Regions from separate parts of the Mus musculus genome. Here regions 1 and 3 are each linked to region 2. Evidence: chromatin contacts called from public HiChIP or PLAC-seq data. All regions are on one chromosome and are shown on one strand. Each heading gives the region's core, a stretch centred on a gene start, on an enhancer-like site or on the middle of the called end of the contact. The rest is flanking DNA. Distances are from core to core; before and after follow the strand shown. Region 1 has its middle 74 kb from the start of Fbln2. Region 2 overlaps Nup210 (nucleoporin 210). Region 3 overlaps Iqsec1 (IQ motif and Sec7 domain 1).

What was found. HiChIP or PLAC-seq counts read pairs in DNA pulled down with a chosen protein or histone mark.
Region 1: a FOXA1 HiChIP or PLAC-seq map of pancreatic cancer cells shows a contact between it and region 2. The contact joins two enhancer-like sites. A contact is called at or near these places in 1 of 484 Hi-C or Micro-C datasets (cerebral cortex), 1 of 115 datasets of contacts at active chromatin or transcription factors (pancreatic cancer cells) and 2 of 9 other capture datasets (embryonic stem cells and pancreatic islet).
Region 3: a FOXA1 HiChIP or PLAC-seq map of pancreatic cancer cells shows a contact between it and region 2. The contact joins two enhancer-like sites. A contact is called at or near these places in 1 of 115 datasets of contacts at active chromatin or transcription factors (pancreatic cancer cells) and 2 of 9 other capture datasets (embryonic stem cells and liver).

The regions. Positions count from the first base shown.
Region 1 is chr6:91,284,769-91,288,402 of GRCm38.p6, forward strand. No RefSeq gene overlaps it. Among named protein-coding and RNA genes, the nearest start is that of Fbln2, 74 kb to the left of the region's middle. Within about 2 kb of position 2,048, at least 49 of the 459 cell types and tissues checked have an H3K27ac peak or open chromatin away from gene starts, as enhancers often do. A contact at or near this core is called in pancreatic cancer cells, where this site is marked.
Region 2 is chr6:91,012,333-91,016,128 of GRCm38.p6, forward strand. Nup210 (nucleoporin 210) reads right to left here. Exons shown (of 40, transcript NM_018815.2): 38 at 3,654-3,749; 39 at 3,492-3,575; 40 at 735-2,164. The coding sequence ends at 2,067. Among named protein-coding and RNA genes, the nearest start is that of Gm38860, 4.3 kb to the left of the region's middle. Within about 2 kb of position 2,044, at least 39 of the 459 cell types and tissues checked have an H3K27ac peak or open chromatin away from gene starts, as enhancers often do. A contact at or near this core is called in pancreatic cancer cells, where this site is marked.
Region 3 is chr6:90,748,424-90,752,118 of GRCm38.p6, forward strand. All of the region lies in intron 1 of Iqsec1 (IQ motif and Sec7 domain 1), which reads right to left. Among named protein-coding and RNA genes, the nearest start is that of Iqsec1, 60 kb to the right of the region's middle. Within about 2 kb of position 1,383, at least 76 of the 459 cell types and tissues checked have an H3K27ac peak or open chromatin away from gene starts, as enhancers often do. A contact at or near this core is called in pancreatic cancer cells, where this site is marked.

The DNA.
Region 1 (3,634 bases), core at 798-3,297, 270 kb after region 2:
TGTGTTCTAAGGCTCAGCTCCCCTTCTCACAGCTAGTAGCATCGTGTTGGGGGAACCAAGCCTTTCCTTTATCCTTGAAGAGGGTTACCATGGAAACAGTCTTGGCTCGGGCTTAGGGAGCATCCAGTCCTTTGTTAGACTTGGGCCTGCCTTCGGCTTCCCCCTCCCCCGGCTTCCCCATCCCCCGTAGCCTGAGATCTAGCTGTGAAGAGACCAGTGACTAAGGCGGGGCCGCACAGGGAGGGGGGCATTATTTTGGCTGTACACCCCTCCCCTTCCCTCCCCAAATTGATGTTTGCGTCACCAGTTTGAAAAGCTCTCGAGGACAGGGCAGTGTAGCCGGAAGATCAAGTCCCTGGGCACTTGACCCAGAGGCATATTCCCAACCCACGTGGCTTTAGGGACCAGCTCTCCGCCCTTTTCCGTGCCCCGGGCCCTGGCATTTCCCGCTCTCCGTTCTGCAGTGATAAGCAGGGTGGGCGCCGTTGCCTGCTCGCGCCCACCGGGGCAGGATGTGGGCCTGGCGGGTGCGCAGCGTAGTCAGCGTGGCCACAGGTGGACACTCCCGGGTCCCTCTTCAGGGCCCACATATCCAGAGCGGGACAGCTGCTCACGGGGAGGCCGCGGTGAAGTCGGGCCGTTGACTCCGGGCTCTGACTTTCAGCCTGGCTTGGAGCCATGGGGCAGGCATGCCGGGACTCTCAGGAAGAGCCCGGACTCCAGCGGCAGGTGGCGAAGCTCAGCTGCTGAGTGCCAGTCCCTAGCGTGGCCAGCCGCCTTTGGCCAGTGCAGCTAGGGCGTGCGCCAAAGCCACCGCCGCTGAGGATGTTGGACGCCACCAGGAGGCGCTGCGAGCGTCGCGGATCGTCAGTGCGTGTGTCCGAGCGGTGGCTCTGGCAGAAAGCTATCCAGGCGCAGGGGCGCTAGGCGCTGGTCCGCGGAAAGCCGAGGCGCAGGTCCTAGAACTTTCTACCCGGAGATCACACACTCTGAGCCCTGCTGATTGCAGGTCTCTGCTCCAGATCGCAGGGCTGGTGCGCTAAGGGTTTCAGTAGAGAGCAGGGCTTAGACACTGCAGCCCACGGCCCTGTCCTGTCCCGCAGAATTCAGATCTCCGTTCTGCCTTTTCCCATCTGTGAGACATAGGCAAGTTCCTAGACTTCTTGGTGTCTGATTTTCCTGCCTTGTGAGATGAGATTGCTGCGAGTAGCGGGTTCACCGGGTTGCGACAGGAAACCTGGATCACTCCCAGATGTACACATGTTCCTGCCCATCACAGCACGGTTGACTAGTAGGTTGGGCGATGCGGGGCCTCAGCAGTGGAGACACAGAGAAGCAAGTCGCTGAGCACTGTGTCCTGGCAGGTGCTCGTGAGGACCAGACGGCATTTAGACTAAACTTTTCTCCTCCTGGCGAGACAAGAACAATGAGAGGCTCCCCCAGGTTGATTTGGGAGGCAAATTCAGTGCCAGACCACCCTCTTCCTCCCAGCAGAGACCGTCGCCCTTGGTCGTTGTGCTCTCGGTTGTCCTCCCGCGTCATACAGTCTACGCCCCTCGGAGGCTGCCCACTGGTGTGCAGACTGTAGTGGACAGCATCCCGCAGCGGGCGAATGCTTATAGTGCGGGGCTTGTTGCCTGACACATTAGAGGGCCTGCAGCCGAATCAGCTCAAGTTCGCTGACTAGAGGCATGTAGGGTGATGAAGAGGGCCCATTCCAAGCCTCTACCGCGAAGTACCTAGGCCAGGTTCACTTCTGCACAGGGACAATCAATACATCCACATCATGGCTAATGGGTAGGGCTGGGGGACGCTGTTGGAAAGAGATAAAGTCAGGGAAGACTGTCCTAGACAGATCTGCTAGGACAAAGAGTAGGAAGTGGCTTGCCTACAGGGAGTCAGTGGAAACTGAGAAGGACTCCAGGGCGGGGCTGTGCTCTCTCTCTTTACCCATACACTCTTGCCTTCTGACCACGTCTGTTCTGTTCGCGCAAATTTTTAGAGGCTCGAAGCCCCGTCAACCTTTCTGACCACACGAGGGCAGCAGAACGCAGCTGTGAGGAGGGACAGGTGGCACGCCCAGTAGGGGGCTCTTCCAGAAGGCAGGCTGAACTCCTCAGGGCTCCCTTCCAGTTCCTCTGTGCTCACGCTTGGGTCTGTACTCCCCCAAACCCGAGGTACAGCTCTCCGAACCTCGGTGCCTCCTCTTGGGAAATGGGAGCAATCAGATTTTCATCTTCGGGAACGGATTACTGAGTGCTTTAGTAGATTTGCTGTAAGGCTGTGGAAAACTCACCCACCCTGAGTCTGCTTCCCCGAGTGAAAAGGAGGAATGAGAATGGACCCATAATGTGGGATTTGGGGGCAAGATAAATGACTCAATGAGCAATGCCTTCCAGGTACCCAGTACGCTAAATTGTAGTTCTTGACAATTACAATTTGTGACTTGGGGCTGAGAGTGGAAAGAGACCCCCGTGTTCAGGTGTTCACGCCAAAAGCTTTCCAGGAGGAATGATTTATTCATTAGGGAAGAGGTGGTCAAGATCCTTTGGGACTGTCCATTTGACAGAAGGGACACTGGGGACCAGAGAGGCTGGCAGAGCCAGGCCTGGGATTCCCACCTGATTCCTGAAGGTCAGTTATCCTGCCTGGTTGCAGGACCTTTCCTTGATGGAGGGTTCTCAGGTTGTCCCTTGTTCTTGTTACTGAAGGCCCCTGAGTTAAGCTGTGAGAGAGGAGAGAGCTTCGAGTGCCCAGTCCTTGGAGGGGCATCCTCTTGGGGGCTTATGAGAACTTCTCATGGGAGCCAATTCTTTCAAGGTCCAGGACACTGATGTTTGTGGTGGGTGGGTGAGTCCAGAGGGTTGTAGTCCTATGGTGGGCAAGGGGTGTAGTGGGGGAGGGGTGTAGTGGGGGAGGGGTGCCCGCTTCTCCCTAGGAGTGAACCCCAGCTGTACATTTTGTGGAAGTATGTTCCTCTCTCCCCTCAAGCCCTTGAGCAATGCCCACAGCAGGATTGGAATAATCACCCTGAGGCTTGGACACCCCCTCCCTCTCCAGGGTTGCTTTCCTTGTGGTGAAGGTGCTACTTACAGTGAAAACAGCCATTGAAGCAAAACGCAAAAATAATGTCAGTTTCCACTTTTGACAAAAATGGGAAGGCAGGTGGCTTCTTGTCTGCGATAAGCGCATCTGCTTCTGCAGTAATTACTATCTGAGATAATTATGAAAAAGAATTTAAATACTCAGGGCATGCGCGGGGCCAGGACGGCGTTCTTTCTCCTTAGTCCTAATCTCTTCTGCAAGTCGGAGTCTTGTCCCGACCGACCAGGACAGCACTGGGCGGGCCGAGGTGCAGGGGTGGGATGGAGGAAGGGCCAGGCTGGGCAGCTGCCCCTCTCTCTACTTTCCCAGGCCTCACTGTCCTCATCTGCAAACCAGGATGGCTCCATGAGAGCCAGGTGAGGAGATAAAGCAGGTGAGTGGTGAGAAGCCCAGAATGTTGTGCACGGGCATAGCCTGGTCTCCGTGACCTAATCCTCTTCTTTGTCTTGGGGGAGCAAGGGAGCCTCTGAAACCCTCCCCCAGCTTTAGAACGCCTCAAATGGAGATGGAGCTCACTTCTGGGATACAG
Region 2 (3,796 bases), core at 794-3,293:
CTAGATCTTCTCGGGTACAGTGTCCCAAGGAGCTATGAGAATGACACCCGTCACCACTCACTCACACGGAGGTCCGATTTGGGAAGTGAAGTGGTGGCCATTTGGTGTTCTCAGCATGGGCAGTGCTGTGGAAGCAGGTCCCCGAGACTGAGGAGCCCCTACTCCCATCTCCTCCCACTTCCAATGTGGCATGAGGCAGGGAAAGAGGGAGAGAAAAAAGCACAGGGAGACAAGGGCATAGAGCAGGGCCCAGCGGAATCCTGTTTCCTGTGGATGGTGTGACAGGGCAGGTCCCATGAGGAATGTGACAGGACTAGTGCTGGCTAGGGTGGGGCCCATGAGGGCTCTGAGAAGGCAAGCCAGACCAAGGGCGTGTGGTGGGGGAGAGGGGCAGAGAACTGGTCCTTTGAGGTGTTCAAGATCTTGGGAGTATAGCTGAGGGAGGGGGAGTAGGGGGAGGACAGAGAAAGGCCATTTTAAGGGGAAATACAAACATTTTAGATGACAATGAAGGAAGGAGAAGGCAGAATGACAGGTGCCTGAGAGGACTGGCAGGAAGAGGAGGGAAGGGAGACTGTGCGGTACTACTGCAGACAAGGTCCTGCTCCTGCCCCTGCCTTCAGGGTAGGGAGACCCCATGGCCAGGGAGGAGGTAAGGGCACCATTGGTGCTTACAGGCCATCAGTCATAGTAAACACCCAGGCAGAGTCAGTACCCCCAAGAACCACCGCATCCTTAAGAAACTACACAGAACTTTATTAAACAAATGCAGGGAAGACTCCATTAACAGCTCTCGGGGGAGATTGAGTGGCTGGCTGGGCACAAAGACTCTATCCTCACGTCCAGAAAGTCCATCCTATGGCTCAGCCTCAAAGGATCACACATGACCTTCAAAGGCAAACAACTCTTGGTGACGTGGTGCCCATACACGTCCACTTGGAGGTGAGTCTCTGGCTCATTCTGACAGCACCACAGCACCTGGACCTGAAACAGAGGCCATGACCCTGAGCTTGGACGTGAAGATGCGTCGTATTCCCAAGGCATCCTCTTCGCTCCTGGGCTAGCGAGGCGAGTGCTGGTGGCAGAGGAGGGGGAGAGGAGGGCCAATAGGGTGGCTCAGATCCACTGAGGTACTGCATTCTGTGTCCTCCAAGGCAGATGAGCAGATGACCCTGGGTCTCTCTGCTCCACAAGTCACAGCAGCATCTCAGAACAAACCCAGAGATCAGAAGATCCCTGCCAGTGGCTGCAGGGCAGGGCCGATGATGCTGTGGCTATTCCCAAGCTGCCTCAGGGAGAGCGAGAGGTACTCCAACCCTGGTGACAGAAGCCCTTCTGCTGAAACAAGACCGAAGTCCTCCCGGGGCTCTGAAGGGAGGGCCACTCTGCTGAGGCTCAGTAACTATCACAGTAAGAAGGCTCAGTCAGCACAGGGCTCTGGGCATGGTGTCCCCTAGGGGACATCCACATCTGCTTGTCCCCCACATTTCCTAGCAGCAGTAGGATAAGGAGAAGAGTGAGTTTTCATGAAAAAAAAAACAAAAAACAAAAAACAACAACAACAATAACAAAAAAAACCCACAATAAAGGGCTGGTGTGCACATGTGCCAATGGACAAGCAATTGCCAAGCAGGTATGAAACCCTGGGTTCTATTCCAAGCACCACAAAAACCCCAGGAGTCATGAGAAAATCCTTTCCCTGAGATCACTACAGTGACATTATCTGTAGATGATGTAGAAACAGCTTCCAATACTCAAAAGCCATGAACAGGGAAGCGAGCTTCCTCGAGCAGAACAAATACAAGATTAAGCAGCACCCCCAAACCCTGCACACCACATGAGAAGGAGGGAACCAGGAAGCCCTGACCCTCAAGACTGGGAAAGAGATTTAAAAGCAAACAAATTAAAATCCCTTGCTTGTGTGAATCAGGCAGTGATTCAGCACGGCCAGGGCAGTGAGGATGGCCTAGGGCCCAGGCGTGGTTTCACCCCGGTGTGAAAATGACAGTGACCCTTCTGTCCAGGTGTCAGTTCAGCTGTGTAGTAATACCAGCCCTGCACATTGCCTAGTGAGAGGCATAGGCTGGGCTCCAGAGCCCCGAGGGAGGGCTGGCTTTGCGACCAGAAGGCAGTGTGTTGAAAGCAGCCGGAGATGAGGCAAGATCTGGGGAGGAAAGGGACGTGAGCATGAAGGAATAAATAGCCAATATCCCCACTATACTCCTCAGTGTGTGCCCATGGCATGCCAGGGGCTTATACCTAGGACAGCAGAAACTGACAGGGGCAGGGGAGGCACGGGAAAGTACACTGCCCAACCTGTGCTTCTGTACCCAGCAGCCTTCTGTCTCCAATGAATACCTTATGAGCTAGACTGGGCTAATCCTGTGGAGGGTGTGGATGAGATTTACTGGGATGTGTAGGGTTCATAAATATTTATATCCACTTAGCCTGGAACATGACCTCTGACCTTCCTGAGCTCAGTCAGTAGTCTGGGGTGGGTCACATGACACATCCTGTTATCTCTCCACGGAGCCAAGAGGATGGAAGAACCAGACTCTTGAGCACAATGCTATTGTAACAAGGACCTGGAGGCAAGTGAAAGGAACTTTGTCACTAAGACCCTATGGTAACTTCAACAAACACTGGGAGGAAGAGTCAGAAAGGACTGTAGCAGAATAGCTGTGCATCAAGCCAAAGCCATGAGGACAGCTACCACCCAGCATGCTAGGATACTCAGGAGTCCTGCCTTGAAGACCAGAGACAACAGGAAGAGGCTTTGATAACAGGGTGTGTGTGCGTGCGTGTGCGTGTGCGTGTGTGCGTGCGTGCGTGCGTGCGTGCGTGTGTGTGTGTGTGTGTGTGTGTGTGTGTGTGTGTGTGTGTGTGTGTGTGGGTGTGCGTGCACTTCTGGCCATAAAGCTGTCCTCTAACACTAAGATGAGCAAACACTAGCTCAAGGGCCTCTTACACAAGCCAAATGGGAGTCAGGAGACAAAGGGCTACTGGGCACTGCACAATTCCAGAAGACTCTTAGAGAAAGGTACCCCAGGAACTGTAGAGGGTGACTAAGACCTTAGGTCATCACAGACAAATAGATTACTGAAAGGAGTGGGCTTTCCTATCTTTCTCTGTGGGAGTATCTCTCATGAGGACAGTGTAGAGTCTCCATCCTCCCATCCCAACCTGACCTCTCAGTGGTAGCCCTGCCTGTCTTTTCTGGAATTCCCCTGCTCAGACAACACTGTCTCTACCAACTCCTCCCATCCCACAGCCTGCTGGGGATGGATGCCTCTGAGGAGTCAAGACTAATATCTGAGTCTGTGTGACACTCTTGTCCCCTGGCACATCTGTCCCTGGGGCTCAGCTCTAACTGTCTCTTTTGCTCTGACACAAGCTGTGAAATCTAGGGTTCGGGGCCTGGATCCCACCCTTCCCCAGGAGATGACTCTAGTGGAGGCGCTCTAGGCTATGCCTGTGGCCGAGGTACTCACAGTGGGGGCTGTGCTGAGGGCTGGCACGGGGCGTGAGGGCCAGGGGTGAAGCAAGTTCCCGGGGTGCACAGACTGTATGGTAGGCTGCAAGAATAGAGGCTGGTGAGAGTGAGTAGGGTGAGAGGGTGCGGGGTGGAGAAAGGGGTATGAGGTTGGCCTCACCTATAATGGTGACTGCTGTCCCAGCCAGCAGAGCAAAAAAGGTGAAGAACATGACTTGATAGGAGTCCAGGAAGTGTGACAGGAGGCTGGCTCCATCTGCAACAGGACAAAGACAGACATCAAAATGCCAGAGCCATAGCTGG
Region 3 (3,695 bases), core at 133-2,632, 260 kb before region 2:
CCCCTAACCCACAGACCCCACATCACAGACCACTGCTATTTCAAGCCATAGCACCATACAGCTTGTTACATAGCAACAGTTAGCACTTGAGAATTCACCACTGACTTCCTGTGGTGCCTATACCAGGGTACCTGTTTGTAGAGCTGAGACCCTGAAGCATGGGCTCTGCTTTGGGCCAAGAGCAGTCTCCACAATCCCAGGGAACTCAAAAGTTTTCAAATAAACCATAGACCCACATGGTCAGAGGGAGGGAACTGGGGAAGATGCTGGGATTGTTCTCTGAGTCTAGCTCCAGCCGACATACAGATGAATTTCTGATGGGCAGTAGCCTCATGGCCAACTTTTCCTGGAGCCTTCCAAGTAAATGACACAGTGTGTGTCCTAATGGGAATCTTTGTCCATCTCAAAGAAATGAAGAAACAGAAATGAAGAGGCTGGAGACCCTGCCTACAGTCACTCTTCCAAAGATTTGTCTTCCTCTGGTCTTCCCTGAAATGGTAGATACCCTTCCAGTTCACAGCTGTGTGCATGAGAAGAGGCTAGAAGAGGTGAGGGATATGAGGGTGTGTCATCATACCCATATTTCTGACTTACTGAGCTTGCAGGGGACACTGACCACTCTGAAGAAGGCTGGGAGCTGCTAGCAAAGGGCCATCTTCCAGGCAGACCAGATGGATAGCAGCTCTGGGTCTGGTAGGGACTAGCTCTCAGATGATCTTGCAGATGAGGGAGAGGTAAGGCTATCAGCTGCAGCCAGAAGGAAGGCATGGAAACAATGAGCTCAGCTTGATATGAAATACTGAAGTCTCTTTTAAGTCAGTGTTTGGGATACACACCCTCAACCTCAAAGGAAAGGTAAGTTCTGGATTCCAATTCTGATGCTGCTACTTCCCAGAATTCAGAAAAGAATTCTGGCAACACACCTGGCTGCCTCAGTTTCCCCAGCTGCAAAACAAAGTTAAAGCCAGTACTGGCAGTGTGGGCCTAGAGTCCAGCCACTTGAGAACTGAAGAATCACCAAGCCCAAGACTAGACTGGGCTATAGAAAGTATTCGAGGCCAGTCTGAATAAGTTAGTGAGATCCTGTCTCAAAAAGCAAAAAGAGATAGCTGAGCATGGTGCTCAGTGGTAGAGCACTAACCTATGATACATGAGGCCCTCAATTTAATCCCCACTGCTGAAAAGACAAAACCAAAACCAAAACCAAAACCAGATGCCAATAAAGAGATGAGATTTGCACCCATGCTTTCAGGATTTGTCGTGAGAAATCAATGAGGCAATTTTTTGCAGCTTGGCCTCAAACCCAAAGTAATTTTCCTCCCTCAACTTCCAAAGCATTTGGTGAGTCATCAACGCCCGAGACTCCAGTGAAGCTGTGGCTGGACTAGTCCTTATACAGATGAGAGCTAGATGCACATCCAACAGTCCTTGATAGCTCTGGCCTGTCCTAGCTATGGACAAGGCTAAGAGAAAAGCATGGCTTGAGCCCAGAAAAGAAGGTAGAGGAAAATGGAGACAGGAAGAGAAGAGAAAAGAGCCAGGCCTGGTAGTACAGGGAGGACAAAAGGAACGACAGGAATGTGAGGTCATGTGGCCAGTGGTAGTGCTTACCTACCATGCCTAGGGCCCTGGGTTCTACTTTCAGCACTGTAAAAAATAAAAATAAAAATAAAAATAAAATATGAAAACAAAACCCAATTCCAGGTTTTCCACATTCTTTCTAGAGGCCCCTTAACCCTGCCCTGCCCTGCCCCTACCCTTCACTTCTCCCTAGTGACCCAGTGGGTGGAGTTCACCCTTATCTCTGCCATGTCTCTGAAAGCAGATGAAGCAACAGGATTAAAGCTGAGGCTGAGCTGACCCGCCTCTCTGTGTTCTGGGTCCCACCCCTTACCTCATCCCTTTGGCCTGGAGCTTATCATGTTCTGCTTGTTTTAAGTACCCAGCTTGCCCCACTCCCCCTCAAACACTCTCACAGGACCTCTATCTAACATGATGTTTCTCAACCTAATGCTGAGACCGTTTCATACAGTTCCTCATGTTGTGGTAACTCCAACTATAAAACAATTTTCATTGCTACTTCATAATTATAATTTTGATACTGTTATGAATCATCATGTAAATATCTGTGTTTTCTGATGATCTTAGGTGACCCCTATAAAAGGATCATTCAACCCTCAAGGGGTCCTGACACATGTTGAAAAACTCTGCTTTACGTGATGACTGAACGAGTCTGATCTCCACTACCCCCCCAACCTCTCCCCACCCTCCCCAGTACAGCTCTTTGCTGTCCCCTTCACCTTTAGTCTGGGACTCCAGGGCCAGCCAGGTTACCTCCCTATCACTGTAGCTAGAGTGTGGTCCTCTTCCAGTCTGTGCTGAGGGAACAAGGTGAGCACTATCCAACAGTGGAGTGGCTCCAGATTCTGTGCCCAACCAGACACCCTCCTTTTTGGGGATACTGCTGGAAGTTCCCAGTCCCTCTGTCCTTAGAACCCGAATCCCCAGCTGGTCCTTCATCCAGTGGCTTCCTTGATCTTGGACTCAGGTCCCCTGTGACCACCCAAGAAGTCATTCAAAACCACACAGCCACATTTCACTCTGTGGTCCATTTCCTGAGCCCCAGATATTCCAAGAGGAAGGCGTTCCACTACCCTTGCCCCCTCCACCACCACCACCTCTACTCTGGGCCAAACACACAGAGGGCACTTAGGAGATATTCGCTAGGTACACTGTTGGCCAGATAACAACTCACTCAGCTGAGCTCATGGAACAGGAAGGTGGTGGTGAGGAAGATGCTTAGGTACCCACCCTGACAGGCAGGCAAATCCATCTGGGCCAGGCATTGGTTAACTTTTCTCACCTATGCCAGGATGGTTATTAAGCCATTTTTTTTTCCAGATAAGTTAACCAAGGTCACTCAATTTGCTCGGAGCAGAAGAGAATCTGGGGCCAGCTTTCTAGGATCTACGCTATCTCCCATTCTGAAGCACGGAGGGTGTGACCCTTGGAGTCTACCACCCAAAGAGAGAAATTCCAAGTGCTTAAAGGCCCAGGCACTGGGCCAGAGTCTTTCCATGAGCCTCCTTTTCTGCTCTGGAAAGAAACCACAGTTCAGTTTTGCAAATGCTAACCTTAGATCCAGAGTAGTTCAGTGACTTTGTAGATTGCATAGTGAGGCAGTAGACCACAGAGCAGTAGACGTCCTACCAACAGCCTTTCCTGTGTGATGACAGGAGAATGAAGCACACTGAGGTTATTGCCTCAGTTTCCCCTTGTGTACTGGGGTATGGGTGGGGTGACCACTGACAGGACATGAGGTGATTAGGGAGGCAGGCCTCTCCCCGCTCCACACAGGGGCTGATAGGGGAAGTGAGTGAGTAGCTGTTTCCCCATCTCCTCAGCCCCACCCCGCCACAGCACCTGCTGGGTAGCACCTCTCTGGAAATAGTCTTCCAACCCTGGGAAACTCCCCCTGAAATGCCCCCAGTGTCATAACCCAGTGTTGCTGCAGCTTCTAAGTTGGAAGCCTCAACCAGGCATCTTTTTCCAAGATTGCCACAAGGTCCAAATGTCCACACAGCCTGTAGCTACAGATACTGCTGGTTAGATATAAAACCTTTTATGTCCTCAAGGAGACAGTGAGTGAAGCTGAAAAGCTTGAAACTACAGTAGCAGAATAGGATCCCTGAATT